Linked DNA regions of Mus musculus: all the other regions are linked to region 3. Evidence: chromatin contacts called from public ChIA-PET, HiChIP or PLAC-seq and promoter capture Hi-C data. All regions are on one chromosome and are shown on one strand. The core of a region is the stretch at or near the end of the contact, and the rest is flanking DNA. Distances in the headings are between cores, read along the strand shown.

Evidence for each region. Promoter capture Hi-C pulls out the DNA fragments that hold promoters and counts their contacts. ChIA-PET counts read pairs in DNA pulled down with a chosen protein or histone mark. HiChIP or PLAC-seq counts read pairs in DNA pulled down with a chosen protein or histone mark.
Region 1: a contact with region 3 is called in an RNA polymerase II ChIA-PET map of memory CD8 T cells, with 47 read pairs. The contact joins the promoter of Sema4a here to the promoter of Scamp3 in region 3. A contact is called at or near these places in 2 of 115 datasets of contacts at active chromatin or transcription factors (memory CD8 T cells and pancreatic cancer cells) and 1 of 9 other capture datasets (pancreatic islet).
Region 2: a promoter capture Hi-C map of liver shows a contact between it and region 3, with 2.9 times the contacts expected there. The contact joins the promoter of Adar here to the promoter of Scamp3 in region 3. A contact is called at or near these places in 2 of 39 promoter capture datasets (liver and pre-B cells), 1 of 484 Hi-C or Micro-C datasets (B cells), 1 of 115 datasets of contacts at active chromatin or transcription factors (memory CD8 T cells) and 2 of 9 other capture datasets (adipose tissue and macrophages).
Region 4: a contact with region 3 is called in an H3K27ac HiChIP or PLAC-seq map of microglia, with 8 times the contacts expected there. The contact joins the promoter of Arhgef2 here to the promoter of Scamp3 in region 3. A contact is called at or near these places in 8 of 39 promoter capture datasets (the 3T3-L1 cell line, the HPC-7 cell line, cranial neural crest and 5 more), 13 of 115 datasets of contacts at active chromatin or transcription factors (astrocytes, bone marrow-derived macrophages, craniofacial prominence and 10 more) and 3 of 9 other capture datasets (adipose tissue, liver and pancreatic islet).
Region 5: an RNA polymerase II ChIA-PET map of memory CD8 T cells shows a contact between it and region 3, with 11 read pairs. The contact joins the promoter of Smg5 here to the promoter of Scamp3 in region 3. A contact is called at or near these places in 5 of 39 promoter capture datasets (hippocampal neurons, liver, pre-B cells and 1 more), 1 of 484 Hi-C or Micro-C datasets (B cells), 3 of 115 datasets of contacts at active chromatin or transcription factors (astrocytes, bone marrow-derived macrophages and memory CD8 T cells) and 1 of 9 other capture datasets (liver).
Region 6: a contact with region 3 is called in a promoter capture Hi-C map of embryonic stem cells. The contact joins the promoter of Lmna here to the promoter of Scamp3 in region 3. A contact is called at or near these places in 2 of 39 promoter capture datasets (embryonic stem cells and liver), 5 of 115 datasets of contacts at active chromatin or transcription factors (bone marrow-derived macrophages, embryonic stem cells, pancreatic cancer cells and 2 more) and 1 of 9 other capture datasets (liver).

The regions. Positions count from the first base shown.
Region 1 is chr3:88,454,309-88,457,884 of GRCm38.p6, forward strand. It overlaps Sema4a (sema domain, immunoglobulin domain (Ig), transmembrane domain (TM) and short cytoplasmic domain, (semaphorin) 4A), which reads right to left and starts at 1,453. Exons shown (of 15, transcript NM_013658.3): 1 at 1,240-1,453; 2 at 371-538. The coding sequence starts at 509.
Region 2 is chr3:89,729,020-89,732,581 of GRCm38.p6, forward strand. Adar (adenosine deaminase, RNA-specific) reads left to right here and starts at 1,699. Exons shown (of 15, transcript NM_001146296.1): 1 at 1,699-1,819. The coding sequence starts at 1,792.
Region 3 is chr3:89,175,932-89,179,175 of GRCm38.p6, forward strand. It overlaps Scamp3 (secretory carrier membrane protein 3), which reads left to right and starts at 1,460. Exons shown (of 9, transcript NM_011886.3): 1 at 1,460-1,726; 2 at 2,059-2,136; 3 at 3,164-3,244. The coding sequence starts at 1,661. It overlaps Gm45927 (predicted gene, 45927), which reads left to right. Exons shown (of 19, transcript NM_001310017.1): 12 at 2,059-2,136; 13 at 3,164-3,244. Clk2 (CDC-like kinase 2) reads left to right here. Exons shown (of 13, transcript NM_007712.4): 13 at 463-1,156. The coding sequence ends at 648.
Region 4 is chr3:88,619,356-88,622,593 of GRCm38.p6, forward strand. Arhgef2 (rho/rac guanine nucleotide exchange factor (GEF) 2) reads left to right here and starts at 1,804. Exons shown (of 22, transcript NM_008487.4): 1 at 1,804-1,966. The coding sequence starts at 1,904. Gm20652 (a long non-coding RNA gene) reads right to left here and starts at 1,750. Exons shown (of 2, transcript XR_375820.2): 1 at 1,676-1,750.
Region 5 is chr3:88,334,298-88,337,611 of GRCm38.p6, forward strand. It overlaps Smg5 (Smg-5 homolog, nonsense mediated mRNA decay factor (C. elegans)), which reads left to right and starts at 1,963. Exons shown (of 22, transcript NM_178246.3): 1 at 1,963-2,200. The coding sequence starts at 2,127. It overlaps Tmem79 (transmembrane protein 79), which reads right to left and starts at 136. Exons shown (of 4, transcript NM_024246.5): 1 at 85-136.
Region 6 is chr3:88,501,399-88,505,135 of GRCm38.p6, forward strand. Lmna (lamin A) reads right to left here and starts at 1,954. Exons shown (of 12, transcript NM_001002011.3): 1 at 1,350-1,954. The coding sequence starts at 1,705.

The DNA.
Region 1 (3,576 bases), core at 203-2,702, 720 kb before region 3:
CAGGATCTGGCCCGGTGTGACCTCTGCAGTTGGCTTGGGCCCTCCAGCTCCTCAGACAATCTAGAGCGAGCTTTAGCTTTCCAGCTCCTGGTACTGAAAAAGCAGTCAGGAGTTTAAGGCTCCTTGCTTAGTGACTGACATTTGAGGGAAAGAAAAACCACTGAGTTGGCAGAAAAGGGTCACAGTGACCCTTCCTTCCCTTACAGATCAACTTGTGCCTCAGGTGGCCTCTTCTTCTCCCAGCCCCTCCCAGGCTCCCTGGCATCTCTGTTTCTTCGTGCCATTTCGTCCCCTCTGGCACACCCTTCTCCTTCCTCAGCCCCTTCATCTCTATGGTGCCATCCATACCTCCCAGGTACTAGACACTTACCAGCATGGTATTTGACTCTGGGCATGGGCCCCTGACCACCAGTCCCAGAAGCAGGTGGCAGTGATGGCAGCAGGAAGAGTTGGAAGAAAAAAACACGCAGGAGACTCCATGAGTCCTGGCCCAGGGATGGTAGGGCCATGGTCAGCCTGAGATGGTCACCAGATGGTTCTGAGGAAACAGGCACTTTCTGGGTTAGCCATGCTTACCACACCCTTCCTGAGGGCCAATAGGAGAGCCCCAGGGGGCAGAAGTTCCTCTCTGGAAGGGCCCTCAGAGTCTCACTTCCATCCATCCCCAGCCTTGAAGGTGCCTCCTGCTGCCCTCTGCATAGGGTGCTGCTGTGGCCCACGCTGTGCCTCTGGTCACCTAACCATTAAAAAAACTACCTTGCCATTTCTCACCTGACTCACAGAAAAATTCCTTTCCACTTTGCCCCCTCAGCATCTCCTGGCCCCGTGCTCCAGAGCTCTGATCATCTCTGGCCCTGGGCAAAGGTCTTCTAGGGAACTAGTTCCTGTATGCAAAAGGTAGATTTCCCCAGGCTGGCCTGTGCTGTGACACCTTATGCCCGCTACTCACCCCAACCCAGGCAGACAGCCTACCCTCTCCTCAGCCCCCAGGGGCTCTGACTCTTGCTTAATCGGGCCCATCTAGCCTTCTTCTTAGGGATAGGGGCGTGCCAGTTTATCTACCACTGTGGTGGGGCTGCCCTCTGTATTTCCTGGGAGTGGCCTGGGCAGGAGTCCTTGGCAGACTCTCAACTTCTCCAGCCCCCCTGTCTGCCTCCCCAGAGCTCCGCAATCAGCCTCCCCCATGGCCACTGAATGCAGGTTCACACCCCTCCCCCGCCCCCGCCTCATCTCACATACCCTTGAGCCAGCCACACTGAGAAGTCCTGTGTTCAAACCCTGAATCAGGGTGCCATCCGAGGCAAAGAAGGGGGTCCAGGCAAGGCAAGCAGGCTCAGCCTGGCTGGAACGGGCGCGCGGCCCTCCAGGCACCCATCCTGCCAGAGCCAGTGTGGGTTTCAGGCCAGGGAAACCAGAATTTCTACCTCGAGTTGTGACAGATCCTGGCTGGCTTGGGCGGAAGTTGGTGGATCAGGGCGGGGAGACTGGTGGAGTGTGGGAGTGGGGGTGAGGCTTGAAGGCCTTGCAGGAGACACACCTCCCTCCCTCCTTAGTCTATCCAGAAATTAAGAGTTCCTTCCCGGCCAGTTCAGTGATGCCCTTGTTTCTCCCGCACACCACTTCCAGTCTAACCAGCCCAAGCTGCAGACTCCTCTTGCTCAAGAGAGCTCGGTATGACACCGTCTCTCTCCTATTCCTTCTCTCTCTGACCCCATTGTGGGGTTCCCCCACTGCCACATACTGAGACCTCCCGACCTCCCACACCCAGTAGGACCACATTCTTGAAAGATAACACGTTTAAAGCTGGCATGGTGGCGAGGCATACCTTTAATCCCAGTACTCGGGAGGCAGAGGCAGGCAGATCTCTGAGTTCGAGGCCAGCCTGATCTACAGAGTGTGCTCCAGGTCATCCAGGGCTATACAGAGAAACCCCGTATCAAAAAAATAAAAAATAAATAAAAATCCTACATTTGTATTAGTTTTTTGGTTTTTCCCTATGACTTTGCTGAGGAAGCCCTAGTAATTTGACGTCTCAGTGGGAAATTGGAGAAATTCCCCATTTGAACGCGTGCTTCTTGGGATACGCTTTGGAGCTGAAGCACCCAGCTGGCATGGTGGCTGGTTCCTCCTCCCCAAAGGTTCCAGGAAGACCTCATAACGCAGGGTTAATGAGTAACCAAGGGCTCCTAGGCCAATAAAGAGTGGTTGGGCTGCTGCCCACTCTCCCGGGTCAGCTGACTTCAGGTTAAAGAGCACAGTGACCCAAGCTGGTCTACCTCCAGGACATACCCTATCTTCACTGTAAACACCATCCTCACTGCCAGGATGGTCCCCACTGTAGGCTGTCCTCCACCCTTCCAGTTACAGCTCCTAGACGGAAAGCATTCCTCGGTAGAGCCTGCTTGGCCTTCCCTTCATGCTTTCCCCTCTGCTTCCGTTCTCCAGTGTGGCCCAGGAGCTGGGCTCACACAGACCCTCCTGATGGCTTCATCTGTCAAAGCTTGCTAAGACCCGCCCCCCCCCAAGCTCTCCGTTCACTGTGAGGACTTTGCCAATCTCCCTGTGCTGACACAAACTTCTGAGTCTCCTTGACCTCTAGATCAGGCTTGGGAAGCCACCACCTCAGGGCCTCTCTTTGGAGACAGATTGGCCTATCTGGGTCACAGGGAGGAGCTGTGACCAGAGGAGCAGCTCCAATGCCATCCTTCTTTACTCTCTTCCTGTCCCTGGGCGTCCTCAGGAGACCAAGTGCTCTCCCAGGCCCTCGGACAATGTGAGAAGCTCACACTTGGGGCTTCAGGCTTCCCAACTTCAGCAGGCAGGCTCCACTACAGTCTTGCTGCACAGAGAACAGAAGTGCAGCAGGGGTGACTGGACAGCCTGACGTCCATCCATCTACCTCAGACCTGTCTAATTCGGAAGCTCTCCCTACATGGCTGGCTCCTTCAGTCCCATCTCCTGCCCTAGTGCATTAGCTCAGCTCAGAGCTGCTCAACAGAGGGAGTAGGCAGGCATCAGAGTGGGAGGAGCAGGGGCTTTCTCTCCTCTAGCCAGGAACCAATCACTCAGGGTGACTCCTGACTCAGAAGGAACAGAAATCTCCCCGAAGAGAGGCCATCTGATGTCAACTTCAGCCTAGGTGCTTCCAGCCCTGGGGTGCCACCCACTCTCTCACAGTGCCTTTCAGGCCCAGCTAAGAGAAGAGAGGCAGGGGGAGAAAGGGACATGGCCCCACCAGCTCGTCTCATCTCTCATACCCCTGAGCCTCACCTGTCACTCACACAGGGTCCTGCCTTCAGAAGAGGCCATGCTGGGTATTCCCTCCTGCTGTTGCTTACCTCGAGAAAGCCTTAATCATTTTTTAAAAAGAGGACTACGTTTTCATTCACACTGGGCCCCACAAAGGGTGTAGCAGGCTCTGCTTCCAGGACACTCAGGGCTGTCAAGCCATACACCCTCCCTCACTACACAAATGAGGAAGGCAGGGCCAGTGGCTGGAAGCATCCAGGGCAGGAAGGGCAGCAGGCAGCAGGCAAACAGTGGTTCTTACCCTGTGGGGTGCGACCCCCTTTATAG
Region 2 (3,562 bases), core at 449-2,948, 550 kb after region 3:
TCTGGTGCCCTCTTCTGGGGTGTCTGAAGATAGCTACAGTGTATTCCTATACATAAAATAAATAAATCTTCCTGGCCTGCAAGCGCCAAGGGGGAGGTTGTGATACCTTATTTTAGACACAACTGAGTTAGTTATTTGGGTGGTGACTAAGGAGTAGCCCTCTGAATTGGAACCTGGCAGGAGGCTCCCAAGCTCCTAGGGAAGTAAGCTGCTTGTGACAGGACTGTCACCTGTTTGTTCCCAAGGCCCTCCAGTTGAGGGGAAAACCTGGAAAAGGTAAACAGCCCCAGGTTGCAGTGGAGGTGCCACCTAGTGAGGCTGGGAGAGTTAGGACAGTTATCAAGGGAGCGAGACAAAGTTTAGGAATGAGACTGTCTGCGGGTCCTCAGTGGATCATTAGCCCCCAGAACATTCCTTCCATTTAGAATGCCTTGGACTTGAACCTGTCTTGTGCAATACATGATTGACCTTGGTTTTGCTTGGTTTGGGACAGGAGGTCTTCTTTCAGTATTGTTACATTGTTTCCCATCTGCTGCATTTGGCTGTGGTTTTTACTTCAATTGCTGTGTAATATCCTAAGGTGGGAACATCTGCTTATTTTAGTTTGATTGCTTTCAGTGTTGTGTAGCTTATCCTGCTAAATGCATATAATGGTTAAACCATGGGGTGTGTTTCTAAGTAATGACTTCCTGCAGTGACTGGGGTTGCTCCTTCTTGGTCCTCCTATGTGCTAGTTAATGGTGCCACACTGGTGAGTGGACAAGAACACCTACTCACTGTGACCTTTCCTGAGTTTCCCTGATGGCACAAGATTGAGCTCTTTTCCTGTGTTGATTGCCATTTTTTATCCCCCCCCCCCCAAGTTTCTGTTCCGCAAATTGTTTTACTTAGAGTGCACTATTATCCACTCACCTATGACTGTCTGGGACTCACTGTGCAGGGGATATAGGCGAGAACAGCCCTGCCCACTGGAGTGCCCCCGGGAGCACTGAAGGCAGGCAGCTATACCAAACAGGGAGGACATGATTGGGAGTGACTTTTGAGCCATCCATCTTGCCCAGACTGCTACATGCTGGGGCTTCTACTTACACTGTGTGTGCTGCTGGGTGCTGACGTTGTAGCATACACTAGATGCCCAGACTGCCATATGCTGGCCTACTTGCACCATGTGCTGGGTGCTGACACTGGTACAAACGCATCAGGTACCCAGGGATATGGAAGTGGAATTCCTCTGAAGTCTCAAAAACAAAACAAGGAAAGGGGGAGGAACATTCTAGGCTAAAGAACAGAATACGTGAAGGTAAAGAATTTTATCTACAAAAAGATAGGAAGTTTGGAGCAGCCAACAGGGGGAATGAAGGACAGGCTAGTGGGGACAGGGCATTGGCCAATGGTCACTCTAGGAGTGGACAGACTTGTAAATCTCGCAAGCAGTAGGGATTAAACACGGAAAAGGAACTTCCTCACAGGGCGGAGAGGGCGCTGTTGAGTGAAGCTTTCCAAAATACCGTGAACAAAAATAAGCTTGTCAGTGAAGTAAATAGCTCCCAAGCTCTCAGAGAACGTATATAGTGCCCTGCTAGTGGAGGTGGAGTGGTGAGGAAGGCGGTGGGCGTGGACTACGGCGGCCCAGCCCTTATGGTGGGCAGGATGCTGCTGCTCGGCTACCGGGAGCAAACCCCTCCCTCCTCTTGGCCCAACAGTTGGGCGGGGAAGCCTTTTCAAGGAAACGAAAGTGAACTCTGGGGAGCCAGCCATCTTACGGCCACAGGTGCGGGCCTTGCCGGCACTATGTCTCAAGGGTTCAGGGGACCCACAGGTAAGCCCGCGGGGTCTGCACCCTCATATCTGGCTCGCGTAGTGTGAATTACGAGGGTCACGTTCTCCTTCTCAAGCCGAACTGCCAGCCCTTCTGGGGATTTCTGTTCAGTTAGTTCTTGTAGCTTTGAGCAGTCTCAGGAAGGAGGCTGGTCAGAAGATAGACCAGCGTCTAAGCCAGACAAGGACCCAGGCCGGGGCAGACACCCCTTCTCTTTCTGCTAAGACCCCTGATGCCTTGCTGAGCCGCTATAGCCCAACATGAGCAACTTTTCTCATGATCCTCTTTGCTTTTTCAACTTCCTGAGAAATTTAAATTATCTCAACTAACCAGCAGGGGGAAGTCTTTTGCTTTATGGCCAAGAAGGGTGTCTTTCTGTAGCGCACTGGGTAAGCTTCGTGGAATTCTACTTAGCACTAAAATGAACTTGTGATGTCGTACATGAGCCCCAGCTGCAACGTTCTGAACAGAAAAACCCAGATTCCGAGGATTCATGCTGTGCACAGCACTGGATCTGTCATTCTGGAAAGCAGCGGGGATGGAAACTGACCCTGTGGTGGGATTAGGACTGTTCCTTGCCTTGGTTTGACCATGCTGGTTTGTTTGCTTTTGAGGCAGTTTCTACTTGTCTTGTGTTGCCTTGATTGCCCTTGAGCAAGCCACCAGTCTTTTCTCCCTAGAGCTGGAATTGCAGGCATGTCCCACCCAGGTTTATCCTTCAAAATTTTAAAAAGCTATATGGGATGTACCAATAGCCTCACACTTGATAAGCAAATGCTCTACTACTGTGTGTGTGTGTGTGTGTGTGTGTGTGTGTTGTAATTTGGGGGGTATGATGGTACTCATGAGGCAGAGGCAGGTATTTCTGAGTCCCAGGCCAGCCAAAGCTGTGTAGATGGCCTCAAAAACACAAACCAAAAAAACCCTACTCCAACAACCAACTTTTAATGTTGCAGATGTACAGGCACACTTGTACTTCTTTCTACGACAAAGGACAGCCTCGGAACTGGGCCCTCAGGCTTCCAGGAATTTTTCTTCTTGGTCCCCTATACCCTCAAGTGTCTCACAATTACTGATTTTTATACCACACTGTGTTTTGTTTTGTTTTTCTTGGGTTCTGGAGATTCAGATTCAGGTCCTTAAGATTGTGTGGCAAACGCTTTACTCACTGAGTCATCTCCCCAGCTCTTAATGGTGTGTGTGTGTGTGTGTGTGTGTGTGTGTGTGTGTCTACCTTCCCTCAAAATATTGCAGGCATCTGACTTGAAGGAAAGCACTTTTTACATATACTACAGTATGCACCTATGGATCATAGATGGTAAAGACAAAGGACTTATCTGTTGGTCCTAGAGATGGAAGGCAGGATTAGAATGGTGTTTGAAGAGCCATGTTTGATATTATATGTTAGGATGGTAAGATTGCCAGTCACGACAGAAGGCTGTGGCCCAGCTCCTGTAGCCTTCAGGCGAGTCAGGAAGGCTGTGAGCCACGTCAGAGATAGCACTACATGTTCTGTTTCCTTCTCTGGTCCTACCTCCCCGAAATAACTGAGTAAATTCCTTAGTTTCATTTCTTCTGTGCCTATTCTAGTGTTTGTGCATATATGAACTCACTCTCTCTCTCTCTCTCTCTCTCTCTCTCTCTCTCCCTTCTCTTCCCCCCCCCCCCAAACCAGGTTTTTTCTTTTCAACAGAAGAAAGCTTAACTTACATGTACTCTACCATTTACACTTTTCACATATAC
Region 3 (3,244 bases), core at 210-2,709:
AAAGCAGACAGAAAAGAATAAACTACCTTTGAAAAGCTTACACTTTACACTTTAATGTGGAGCTAAGGAAGAGTCATGAGGTTGACAAGTATATACAAGTAAAACAGAATATTAAGGATTAATTGTGCTAGTGGGAAGGTAGGTTGAGCTGTAATATCAGAAATATTATGACCACATAATGTTGTGATAAGGTAGCTTTCAAATTCCATGCAAGCCGAACTTTGGTTCTTTTTCTAAAGAGCAAAAGTGGGGCTTTAGAGGAAGCAGGGAGTCGTAGGTGACACAGGCCTGCAATCCCAGCACTCGAGAGGCTCTTGTGAGGCCGAGGCAGGTGTTCCAAGTCAGCTGCAGTGCGTAGCTCCAGAACAGCCTCGACTGCACAGTGAGACCCTGTCTTGAAAAGGAAAGAAAGAGAATGAAGTTTGTAAGGCATTGCCTTACCTTCTTCCTGCCCTCCACCAGCGGTATCTGACCTCAGAGGCAGAGGACCACCACCAGCTCTTCGATCTGATTGAAAATATGCTAGAGTATGAGCCTGCTAAGCGGCTGACCTTAGGTGAAGCCCTTCAGCATCCTTTCTTCGCCTGCCTTCGGACTGAGCCACCCAACACCAAGTTGTGGGACTCCAGTCGGGATATCAGTCGGTGACAATTAGGCTTTGGGCCCCCTGCTCCTTGTGTAGCAGTGGGTGTCCAATCCAGGACACTGGTGCTTTTTTATACAAAAGAACAGAGGCAGAACTTGCCCTCTCTCCAGCCCCTGGCTCCTTTGTACCTGTGAATATGTGGAATAGTGTAAATATGACAGAACTTGTACCTATCGATTCAACCCCTGACATGTATATACTACTATTTACACTCTCCCAACCTCATCTGCCCCTCATGTGGAGGTGGATGGGGGGCAGAATGACGTAACCAGGTGGTGTCTACCCCATGTTTTATAAGGGATTTTGTACAGTCTTTGTGAAATAAAATGACATGCTTCATCTGACCCCCCCCAATCCCTGGAATTTGAGGTTCGAGGGTACTGGGGTGAAGGAGTGAAATAATTGGTAGCCATCTGAATTTGGGTATAAAGGCCTCTTTGTCCTGCCAACTTAGAGTCACTTATATGCACTTTGTATTCTGAGGTAGTAAAAATTAAAGTAGATGCAATCAGGTAGAACTTGTGTGATCTAGAGTAGTGAATGTCAGGAAATAGCTTTGGCCCTGTAAATAAATGGATAGTGACAGTAGCCTTGAAGTTATGCCCTTCAATAGATCCAGAAACCCGTGAAGAAAACTGAGCTTCCCGCCACTAACCTGTGCGCAAAGATACCTTCTGAGCTGCTTAACATGAAGCTACCTGGGATATGTAGTTCATGCCTGCTAGGAAGTCACGTGGAGGAAGTGTGACTCTGGGCTGCGGAGACTGGCTTAGGGATATCACGTGCGGTACTTCCCGCTTTTGGGTTTTTTTTTCCTCCCCCCCCCCCAACTGAGGCGCAGGCGCAGTCCACTGCTGCTGCGGGAATCTTCGCGACTCTTCCGGTTGTTTCAACCAATTGGAGCACAGGGAAGCGAGTGGACCAAGCACACCGGAGGGAGTTCTTTGGGCCGCCACCGCCGTACTGCCGGGGCAGGGGCGTGTAGGGCAGGGGCGGCCGGGTTCACTTGCAAACATGGCTCAGAGCAGAGACACCGGGAATCCATTCCCCGACTCCGGCGAGCTTGACAATCCCTTTCAGGTGATTTGCGCCGGCCTTCTTTGGCCAGTCTGCATACTGTTCTGTGGGGTCGGAATGCTATTCCCATTTGTGACTTTTGACCCAGGGTAGAAGTGTCGCTATGTGAAGGTGGCGGTAGCTCGAGACCAGTGAACATGGGGAGCTAAAGGGTTGCGGGCTCTGCCCCTTTAATGAGCGGGTTCTAGCTATGTAGAGTGATAGACTTGAAGGCAAATGTTGGGAACAACGGCGTGGCACCAAAGGCTCAGTACTTGGAACCACGAGCAGTTTCGGGAAGTTCCTAGGAATTCCTTTGACACCGATTGCCCGCTGAGCCCCGTCTCTGCTCTCAGGACCCAGCTGTGATCCAGCACCGACCCAGCCAGCAGTATGCCACGCTGGACGTCTACAACCCCTTTGAGAACCGAGAGGTGAGCAATTAGAGGGAGCACAGAAGAGCAGGGAAAGCCGAGTGTACCATGAGCTCTGTCTGAGCATCCTGGGGACTTTGTTAATGCAACCAAATGATGAAGTGGTGTGCTTTTAGCTTCCCGAGAGACGTTAGCCAAGCCAAACCTAATCTCGGACAAAAGGGTCATCTAGTTTTGAGTTAAAGAAGTCGGTCCAGGGAAGACTTGTTTGAAGAGCATCAAGGTTGGGGCTAGTCATAGTTGAGAAACCCGTGCGATCAGAGGGCATATGAGGAGGGCAGTAAAAGAAAGTAAGGGTGTGGGGGAGCTGTGGGGATGTAGCTCAGTTGGTCGAGTGTTGCCTACCAAGTGCACTACCCTAGCCCTCAGCACTACATGAACCCAGTATGGTGGCCCGAGTATATAATCCTAGCATTTGAGAGGTAGAGGCAGGTGTATAAGAAGTCACCCTTAGCTAGTAACAAGTTGGAGACCATGATGGCATGTGAGACCCTGCCTCAAAAAACAAAGAGTCAGATGGATTAATGGGTAAAGGCTCAGTTTGCAGCCTAGACTAAAACCTGACTTCAGCCAGTCCCCCAAGAAGGTGATGAAGGCGAGAACAAACTCCTATAAGTTGTCATGTGACCTCCATGTGCATACCATGAGAGAGTGTACACACACACATGAACTCACACACAATAGGTAAATGTAATTTTAAAAATTAGAAAAGTTAGATGTGGATAATTGCTGATGGCATTGGATGTAAGAGGCTGCACAGGACTGCTGCAGCTCTGATGGAGTTGCCCAACTTACATAAGTAGCTTAGGAACGTGGCACAGAGCTGTCAATCCCAGTGCTTAGCCTGAGGCAGGAGGATTGTAAGATTGAGATCAACCCACGTGCCTGTCTTCTCAAAAACAAAACCAAAAAACCCAACGAGGTTCCCAACTTGTAGGGATATGCTGCTGACTTGGGTAATGCTTGCACACAGACTAGATGACTGAGTTACAGGGACTAGGTGATGTCTAAGGCTTGTCTCCAGCAGCCCCCACCAGCCTACGAGCCTCCTGCTCCAGCCCCAGCACCTCTACCGCCACCCTCAGCTCCCTCTGTACAGTCCTCAAGA
Region 4 (3,238 bases), core at 554-3,053, 560 kb before region 3:
CTTCCATAGACCTTCCACATGGGCTTTACGTACTGACCAGACCCTCAAAAGAGTCTGGGGGAAACCTAGATTTACTAGTTACTCAAGAGTTTGGCTTATAACAATTTCTAGTTCAGGCCTTAGAGAAAATTGAGGTCTCTGCCCCCCCCCCCCCCAAACCAGGCAGCTCATTCTGACCTCTAGCTGATTGTTAGTACATTTCTCAGCTTTGGCTGGTCACTCAAGCGGGGCAAGTCTGGAGGCTCAGAGCCAATAGGAACATGGCAGGTCCTGAGGCCTTCCTAGGATTCCTTCAGAGAAAACAGAATTGGTCTGGGAAAGTCCTTTCTGCCTCATCTGGCCAGCCTGAACTGGACATTGTTTCTTTTTCCCTGGCCTTTACTATATAAGGACCCTGAACAGGAGAATGGGCACAAAAGGTGAGGGAGTTCCTAGGCAGGAGATAGGTCAGAGGAGCAGAGTGGGAGGGGAGCAGAGCCGGGGTGAGGAGCTGAGGAGCCCAACCAGCACAGCGGGTGGATGAGGCAGCCGAGCCCAAATTAGAGACTGAGGCTAAAATTGGCACTCTAGGAGTGCAGGGCTGGGCTGGAAACCTGCAGCCCTAACACCACCCTCCCTGCCCCGCTACCGAGAAGAACAGAGCAGAAGCTGGTGACAGTGGCTGGGCCTCATCTCCCTCCCTCTTTCTTTTTTCTTTCTTTCTTTTTTTTTTCGGTGTTTTGAGACAGGGTTTCTCTGTGTAGCCCTGGCTGTCCTGGAACTCACTCTGTAGACCAGGCTGGCCTTGAACTCAGAAATCTCCCTGCCTCTGTGCAACACCACGCCTAGCCATCTCCCTCCCTCATTACCACACACTTTTGGGACTAGATTAGGTAGTACCCTAAATTTTTACAAAACTTTGCCCCAGGGTGCTCAGGTTTTTACAGAGAAATCGGAGACCTTGATAGGTGGAAACGGAGCAGACTGGAGAATTTCCCCAGTGGCAGGAAACTCAGGTTGACTCAAAGGGTCCAGAGAAATGAAAACCCACCCACACTCCTCAGCAAGCTCAAACGTTTCCAGACAGGGCCAAGTTGTTTCTATAGTCTCCTGTGGCAGAGAAAACTGGTGTCAGGACACAAGGAAGGATTTCCTCAGCTAGCCTCAGGAAAGGTGGAGCCTTCTCACCTTCACTGCCAAAGTAATTGGCAGAGGTGGGGCTGAGAAGGATGGTCAGAGTGTGGTCCACAAGGCCCAGAGGGGTGAGAAGCTGGGCGGGGGGTGGGGGGGGGTGAGGGGAAAACCCTCTCTTGTGGACTCCTAGCTTTTGGAAAGGAGTCCCCTTCTTCACTCTTTTGGGGGAGTGAAGCCTGTTAACGATGAAGCTTCTAGTTCCCCTTTCATTGCCCCCTCCCTCTTGTCATACCAGTCCAACATTGTAAAAGCGGTCTGTGTACTCAAGCCTGTTTGATGAGTGAGCCCTTATGGCTAGGTCTCCCAGTTACCGATAAGGTGATAGAATCCCCTTAGGGTCTTTAAAGAGTGAAGTTACCCGGAATGGGCGCCGGTGTTTTTCAAGGACAGCCGAGCTAAGGGAGGTCGCTGAGGTCAGAGAGTGTTCCTAAGCGCTAAAGGGAAAAGGGATCCTCGAACCTGTCCCAAGGACCCCTGTCCAGCAGACTGCAGCGATACTAACCCCGGCGTCCCGTCCGGTGCGCGGGTACCCCGCCCTGCCTCCGCTCCGCCTCTCCCCTTCCTGAGCTCGGGTGGGGGAGGAGACTAGGGTTTGAGGAACTGGTGCTGGGTGCAGGGGCGAGGGGACTCAGACTTCCTGTCCCCGAGGCCGACGCGTGCGGCCGGACCCCTCCCCCGCCGTTGCTGGACACCCGGGGCCGCCGCGTCCTCCCGCGGCTCACGCTGGATTATGTCTCGGATCGAATCCCTCACTCGCGCGCGGATCGACCGGAGCAAGGAGCAGGCAACCAAGGTGGGCTGGCTCTGCGACCGGGCGCCCTGCCGACCTCTGGGCCTCCGCCCCGCGTCCCGCGTCCCCCCGCCCGCTCTGGGGCGCCCGAGTCCGCGCGCAGCGGCCGGACGGGGTGGGTGGGGCTGCGAGCGCGTGAGGAGGGGGCTGGAGGACCGCAACGTGACCCGCGTCTCCAGCACCCGCGCAGCTTCTGTGCGGGGATCTAGGAGAGCTGAGCTGGGTTACCAGTGGTTCGGCGGGACCGAGTGTTTTGGGCCGCTCGGAAGAAAGTTGCTCCGGTAAGGGATCGAGCGGGAAAGAGGGGCGAGCGTGTCGGGTTCCTAGGGACGACGCTCTTGGGCACCCCTTTCCGCACCCCAGTTCCGGGGGTTGCTTGCGGCCGTGCCCGCTAGCGCCGGCTCGGTCGTTCCCCCTTTGTCCCCACCAGCGGGTGGAGGGGGCCGGAGGGGGTGTTTTCCAAGCTCCCTCCCCCACCTTCCCGCCCCTCCAAGACAAAAGTCAGCTCCTCCTCTTCTTGCGGATGGACTTTCCAGCTGTGATTCAGTTCTTGCCTGGGGTAGGCGGGTGGCTAGGGGTCAAGACAGCAAGCGGCCGCCCATTTTCTCCGCCAGGCCAAACCGATCCATCAGGTGAAGCAAGCTGCCTTTGTGTCGCTGGGATGCCTTCTCACATCCTGAGCGTCTCGGTGCCAGGACCCAGAGTAGTTCCCACCCTTATCTGTTTCATCAGCTTCCAGGCTCCTGGTTCTCCAGCCGCCTCGGTTAACCCAGTTCCCCCACTCCCCTCAGCCATATTTCGATTATCGCCTCGGCTTGGGGGCCCTTCACCTGTCATCTGGAGTCTGGCTGTGTAATTATCAGCACACTCTGCAATACGACCTCTCCAGCACGCCTTTACAAGTGTCCTTTATTCCTGTCTTTGTATTCAGACGCCCTCCCAAATGCCATGACTTTCCTCACCTCAGCTCACAGGAAGTGGTGAAGCCGAGGAGGACTTGTAGATGAATAAGTGAAGCCAGGGGGGCCTGGTTCAGGCGGACGGCGCCTCCCTGTACCTCAGGACACTCACATTATAAGGCTCTCTCGGAAAGCAAAGGCAGGAAGGGCTTTAATCTTAATCCCTGTCCTTAGCGAGAGCGTAATGACCCTCCCGCAGCCAGCCAACCAAGCAGATCATTTTCAGGCTGGAAAGCCACTCTGCGAATGGAAAGCTGCCCTCTCCCTTCCTCCAAGGTTCCAGGCTTTAGCTACTTGCTTTACTGCTACACTGGGA
Region 5 (3,314 bases), core at 713-3,212, 840 kb before region 3:
CTCACAGCTTCTGGATTGGGCTCCCTTCGTTCACCTCTTGGGCCCCTCCTACCCCTGCCCTTTGGATCCATGATACCCTCTTACTTTCCATCTGCAAAGAGGCGGAGGATCTCCGGAAAGGAGCTGCCTAGCTCCTGGCTGGCTCTGCAAGTATTTCCCAGTTTCCCTCCCTTGCCTGTGTCTCCAAACCTGTCTGACCAGAGCGGGTGGGGCCCAGATTAAAGGCGCAGGCCCTGCCCTACAGAATCTGCCTACTGGAAGGACTCTACAGGAGGACGTCATCCTTTTTGAAAGTAAGGGTGCAGCTGGGCACAGAGGTGTGGACTTAATGTATTCTGGGATCTGTAAGAGCTTCCAGCTCAGGGAAGCATCAGGGTATAAAAGTGGGTTTGTGTATCAAAGGGTGCTCAGAGTAAATTGGCTAAAAGATGACACTGCAAGTTTGTTCATCCAGTAAATGTTTATTGGGTATCTATTATTAATGAGGCGCTATTTCTGTGGTGGTACAAGCCTTTAATCCCAGCACATGAGGCAGAGGCAGGCAGATTTCTGAGTCTGAAGCCAGGCTGGTCCAGCAGCCAGAGTTATGTAGAGACTCTCTCTCTCTCTCTCTCTCTCTCTCTCACACACACACACACACACACACACACACACACACTCCAACAAACAAAAAAAGTGCTAGTCTAGGCACATGTACAGAAAAGAACAAAGTGACAAGGTTTCTAGCTGTTCAGGTAACCAACATTAAAGTTCACACCAAATCAGTAGTAGAATTTCAGTAGTGAGAGCCTCTTTAGGGTGACTGAAGCTGAAACCCAGTGGAAGTTCCCTGTAGAGGAACAGCGCAGCCAACAGATGGAAAAAGACTTGAGGCAGTTTGAGGAATAGAAAGGAGACTTGGTGGCTGGAGCCAGGAGCATAGTGGTATATACATTGCCATTATAATGTGGAGAGAGAGAGAGAGAGAGAACCCCAAAGATCCGCCTTATAGTTAGGAAAACAATAGGGCTGACAAGATGGCTCACCAAGCCTGACTACCTGAGTCTGATTCCCCAGAGAACCACACTTTTAAAAGAAAACTGACTCTCCCAAGTTCTCTGGCCACGTGTATGTTGTATGCATGCACCCACAAAATATAAATAAATAACTCTCTCGGGAAGAATTCCTTTAAAAAACAAGCAACTTCAGGAGCCACCCCTCAGGCGCGCTGGGATTTTGGCAGCTGACTTGACCTTGTGCATGCCGATCTCCACAACCTCCGGATCTTAAAATCTTTTCGCTGCCCCTCTTCTGCAACGATGTCTGATTCAATGATAGCTGGCCCATTCGTTTTATTATTTTATGCACTTTGGCGTTTTGCCTCTAAACATGTCTGTATGAGGGTTTCGGACCCCCTGGAGCTGGAGTTTCAGATGGTTGTGAGCTGCCATGTGGGTAGTCACTTCTCCAGCACCTAGCTGTCCCATGGCGAGCTTTGCACTCTACGGTCTCTTTTCTTTTCCCCTGGAAACTTAATTTTTTTAAATTCATTTTATTTTGGGGGCTAGGGAGCGTGACACGGAGCTCGCGTGTGAAGTTCAGGCCAACCTGCTGGAGTCAATTCACCTTATACCATGCGGGCTCCAGGGGTCGGGCTCAGGTTGGCCGCAAGCGCCTTTAGCCGCTGAGTCATCTCGCCAGCGCGCTCTTTTTAAACTTGAGACAGGGTCTCTGCACGTAGCAGGGTGGGAACTCGCTGCAGGTTGCCTCGGCTGCCGACGAGCTAGGCGGATGAGCCTGCGCTAGAACGCTCAGTTTCTCTACATCTGTGGCAATAAAGTGTCCCCCGAGGACTTAAGCCCAGCAGAAGCCATGCCACCCACAACCAGCTCGGTTGACTTCCCGGAGAGAGAAGGCAATTTTTCGCGAGACTTGGTGGGTTGGTCGCCGGTCCGCGGCTTGGCGGCAGCTATCGCGAGATTTGATAGGTGGAGGAGGAGCCATCTCAGGCAGCCGCCTCACAGCGATGGCGGCCGAGCAGGGCCGGCGGCAGTGGCGGCTGCGGGTACAGCTGGAGACGGCAGTGGAGGCGCCAGTGGTGGGTGGCGGGGGCCTGTGACCAGGAGGTGCCCTCGGGCCCAGGCACCATGAGCCAAGGCCCTCCTCCAGGGGAGAGCAGCGAACCCGAGGCAAAGGTCCTCCACACCAAGCGGCTTTACCGGTGAGAGGGCCAGGGTGTGTGTGTGCAGCCGCGGCGGGGAAGCGGGGCCGGCGAGGGGCGGGGCCTGCGGCTGGCGGGCGGGCCGGGCGAGGGCGGGGGTGCAGCGGGGTGCGGGCGGGCGTCCCGGGAGGAGCTGAGAAGCAGTGGGTGGGTGGGTGGGTGGGAGGTTTGAAGCGAGTGCAGGAACCCCTGCCGCGGTGAGCCTAGCGTGACGCGGGGCTTTGCGGAGTTGGAGAGAGCCGGTGGGAATTGGGGGCAGCTGAGGATGGGGGTCACGGGTGGAGAAGACCCGAAAGGGACTGGTGCTCAGAACCCTACCGGGCACCTGTGGTTTACTGGAAACAGCCATTGACTGACGTCCTCCAAACCAGGTTCATGTCCTTCATTTGCCCCTCTCGCTATGTGACCTTGGGCCTCAGTTTCTTCCTTAAAAGGAAGGATTTGAGCCGGGCGTGGTGGCGCACGCCTTTAATCCCAGCACTCAAGAGGCAGAGGCAGGTGGATCTCTGAGTTCTGGGCCAGCCTGGTCTACAGAGTGAGTTCCAGGACAGCCAGGGCTACACAGAGAAACCCTGTCTCGAAAAACAAACAAACAAAAAACAGAATTTGATTGATGGCTCATCCCTGGCTGCTCTTCCCGAGGTTCCTGGTTCGATTCCCAGCACCCATATAGCAGCTCATTAACTGTAACTATGGGATCTGACACTCGCACAGACATACGTGTAGGCAAAACACCAGTGCACAAAAATTAAAGGTAAATCTTTTAAGAAAGAAATTTCAAATTTTATATACATATATAGGTTTGATTTGAATACACTATGAAATCCATTATGGCTTACATTTTGTGGACTCTTGAGTTGGAATAAAGACTAGAAAGGCTAATTATTTTGTTGACTAGGAAGGAGGACTTTGGGTTCATCGGTGCAGGCACCCTGTGACTCAGTTCTTCCTTAGGATCTCATGTCCACAGAGTGTAGGTAAAACGTAGATCGCAGAGCTGAGTCATGGGAAGATGAAGAGTGGAGACCACGCTGACTGTTCTGCCTTCTAGTAGGAGGTGGAGCTCCAGCTTCCGTCTTACCTCAGGCCCTGCTGAATGGAGGCTGCCATGAGA
Region 6 (3,737 bases), core at 704-3,203, 670 kb before region 3:
ATGAAAAGGCAGCTAATTCCTGTTAGCAGAAAGAAAAGCTGGACCCATCTGTGCACATGACCTCTGCTCACACTTGAGGCAATGGGCTTGCCATACTCACCACCTAGGGCTGGAATCTGGTAAGGAATAGAATGACCAACCACAGATACACAGTGGGTTTTGTCAGAAGATAATGCAAAAAGGAAAAAGAGGAAGAGAAGTCAAAGCTACCAGCCCCTTAGGTATCAGTGCGCACGTCCAATGTCCAAAGCTCTTTGTCTTGGGTCTACAACATAGAAGAAAAGACCACAGACACAGAGCGAAATGGAAGTACAGGGAGCAAGAGCCCAAACTTCCAGGCTTTGGAAAGCCTTTTTAGAAAGTAGGTGGAGCCAAGTAGGGTGGGGTAGGGTGGGGTAGGGATGGGTGCAATGGGAGTGGCCTGAGGCTCCCTAACGGCTGGATTTCAAAAATGTCATTGTATTCCAGAGGTTTAGTAAGATCAAGACATCAACAGTTCAGAGGATGGGCCAGAGTAAAGTCTGGCTTGACTAGAAAAATGAAAGTGGCTCGCTGGCTGAGCAAGGAAAGGACAGAGCTTCCAAAACCCTTAAGTCACCAAACAGAGAGGGCCCAGACTGGGGTGTCCCCGACTCAGGCATAACAGAATTTCCAGAGCCATTAGCTTCTGTGCCCGGTCTCCCTCCCCACCCTCCCTTGCATTCCTCGACCAGGGAGGCCAAGGGCTGTGGGAGCTGCGGGGGAGCAGATCTCCTGGTGTGCTTCTGGTGGGCCTGAGAGTCTAGGAAAAGCTCCAGACATTCTCAGCTCCTAGAAAGAACCAGGAGAAGGCCGTGCTTACACAGCCATGGGAGAAAGGGGCTATGCAGCCTTGGTAACTCCATTACAGTACCACTGGACAAATGTCAGTGTGGGCGCTATGTCTTAGTGGACATCATGTGTTCAGAGCCACGTTGGGCAAGATTGGCAAAGTGCCAAACCTACCAAGAAAGTTCTAATAAAACCCTTTCACCCATTCTGATGTGTCCCGGGCGGCGTTCGGGAGTTCCAAGACCTGGTAGAGCCTGTTCTACCTTCCTCAAGCCCATCCCCCAAGCTCCAAATGACTGAAAAATCCCACCTTGACAGCATAGGCCCTGTCACCAACGCTACTTGGTCTCAATGCCCCCACCACTCTTTATATCCCCCACCCTCTCACAGAGACCCCCTCCCTTCTATGTCCTATCATGTCTATTACCCTTGGCACTGCCAGTCACCCGCGGGAGGCAGTTCCGGGGAGGGAGGGGACTAGATGGCCAGTTACAGGCGACTGCTGCCTCCCTGGTGCCGGCCGGCCGGGCCTCACTCACCGAGCCTTCAGCTCCTTGAACTCCTCACGCACTTTGCTCAGCTCTAGCTGGAGGCGGGCGCGCTCCTTGGCCACAGAATCAAGGGTCTTGCGGGCATCCCCCAGCTCGGCCTCGTAGGCCGCCTTGATGCCGGACACCTCTCGGCTGACCACCTCTTCAGACTCAGTGATGCGAAGGCGCAGCCCCGCGTTCTCGGTCTCCAGGGAACGCACGCGATCGATGTACACGGCCAGGCGGTCATTGAGCTCCTGCAGGTCCTCCTTCTCCTGCAGCCGGGTGATCCGAGTGGGCGACAGTGGGGTAGAGCTGGCCTGCGCCCCACTGCGGGTGGCGCGCCGCTGTGACGGGGTCTCCATGGCCGGCAGGGTGACAGTGCTGCCCGCTGGGCAGGGGTCCCGAGAAGGGCGCGGGACTTGGACAGAAGGACAGAGGCTGCTCAGGGGGACAGCGAGCCGGCGAAGCTCGCTCCTGGCAGGCGTGGAGATCTGGGCTGGGCGCTGGCGCACCTCGGGATCTGGGTTGGCTGGTGTTGAGGCTGAGGCAGCGTTCCCGCGAACACTGAGTCACTGACAGCCAGGCAGAGGCTCTAATAGGCCCTCCTCTACAGGGGGTGGATCCACTGCTCTTAAAGGAGCCATCCTGTACCCAAAGGGGCGGGGGCAGGTATGGTGAGGAGGAGCCAGCATGCCAACCCTCACTCTGCAGAACACCCCTTTCTGGCCTGGGGCTTCACAATGTTGGTTCCTGCCTACTCAACTCTAAGCTTGCCTTTGGCCTTCTGGAGTAAAGAGCAGAGCCAAAGAATTTGAGTGGGTGGGCAAAGGGTAGTGGTGAGGGACCAGGGGAAGTAGGTGCAAAGTGAGGGAGAGGATCAGGCATCCCCAGAGAGCCAAGGAAGTTGGGGGGAGGGCTGAAGCTGCTGCCCATCAGTGACTCACCCCACTTCCACCACTGGCTCCCCTTTCCTCAGTAGTAATAGTGAGTCACCTCTCCCCCGCGCACAGAAGCGGCCAATCCAGGAGAGTGGAATGGCAAAGGAATGGCTGTGTTTTTAGGTAACTGAGGGATTACTTTATGCCCTCAAATTTGGGGGCAAAGATCAAGGACCTCGGGAAAAAACAAAAAACAAAACCCAAACCTATGCACTTCCCTTATATTTTTGGCTTTAAAACCAAACATTGGGTTTTAGATCTAAGAAATAAGCCTCAGTCCCCAAGAGAAGGCCAAGAATAGAAGCCAGAAGTTGGCCCCGCCCACTCCCCCCTCCCCTTTCATTTGGACCTAGACAGCTGGAAAAAGGGGCTGCTGAAATCCCTCGTTTCAGCCCCTTTCTTCAGCTCACTCCACCCAACCAAATCCAAGACTGTACTTATTTTTTTCCAGGACTGTACTTATTTTAATGGATAATTTAAAACAGATACCAGAGCTGTGCTGTGCGTGCATTCAGCACATGGCCAGGACACCAGGTTCCAGATTTTTGTGGCTTCGAGAAGGGCCTGAAAAGAGGAACGGGGTCAGAGGGTTGTTAATGCAGGGTCTCCATCCTGGTTCCATCTTAAACGGTGTGAGCAAGAACAGCAAAGCTACCCCCTCCTCAGCCACTGCATGCCTGTCTAGCCAGTTCTGGGTGGGCCCTGACTAGATGATCTCCCAATACAGTAACCTGGTCCCCTGGTTCCATGTCCCGGGGTCTCCAGCCTCCATCAAAGACTCCCGATCAGCTGTCTAATCCTCTCCTGTAACCCTAGCCTAAGCCTTACTGGCCCTGGCATCCCCTTCTGCCATGTTCCTTCCCCTTTTGCCATGTGCTTTCCCCTGTCCATTGCTGATTAGCTTGCAGTTCCTGCAGGTCCAGGCAGTGGGCTTGAGTTGGGACTCTTAAGAGATTTTGTTGTTGCTGCTGCTTTTTTTGTTTTTTTTTGTTTTTTTTTTTGTTGTTGTTGTTGGTGGTGGGGGGGGGGTTTGTTTTTTTGTTTTTTTGTTTTTTTCTTTTTTTGGTTTTTCGAGGCAGGGTTTCTCTGTATAGCTCTGGCTGTCCTGGAACTCACATTGTAGACCAGGCTGGCCTTGAACTCAGAAATCCACCTGCCTCTGCCTCCCGAGTGCTGGGATTAAAGGCGTGCGCCTGGCGCTTTGTTTTTTCAAGACAGAGTTTCTCTATGAACTTCTGGCTGTCCTAGAACTCATTTTGTACACCAGGCCAGCCTCGAACTCAAAGATCTGCCTGCCTCTGCCCCCAGAGTGCTGGAATCAAAGGCACGTGCCACTGCCACTGCGCTGGGTTCTGGGAGAGTTCTTATTTCTGTGAGGGTGACTCCAGTGTGGTGAGGACCCAGGATGCATCTAGGGGAGGGAACCTAGGACATGGCTTCCTTTCCCTGTAGTCCC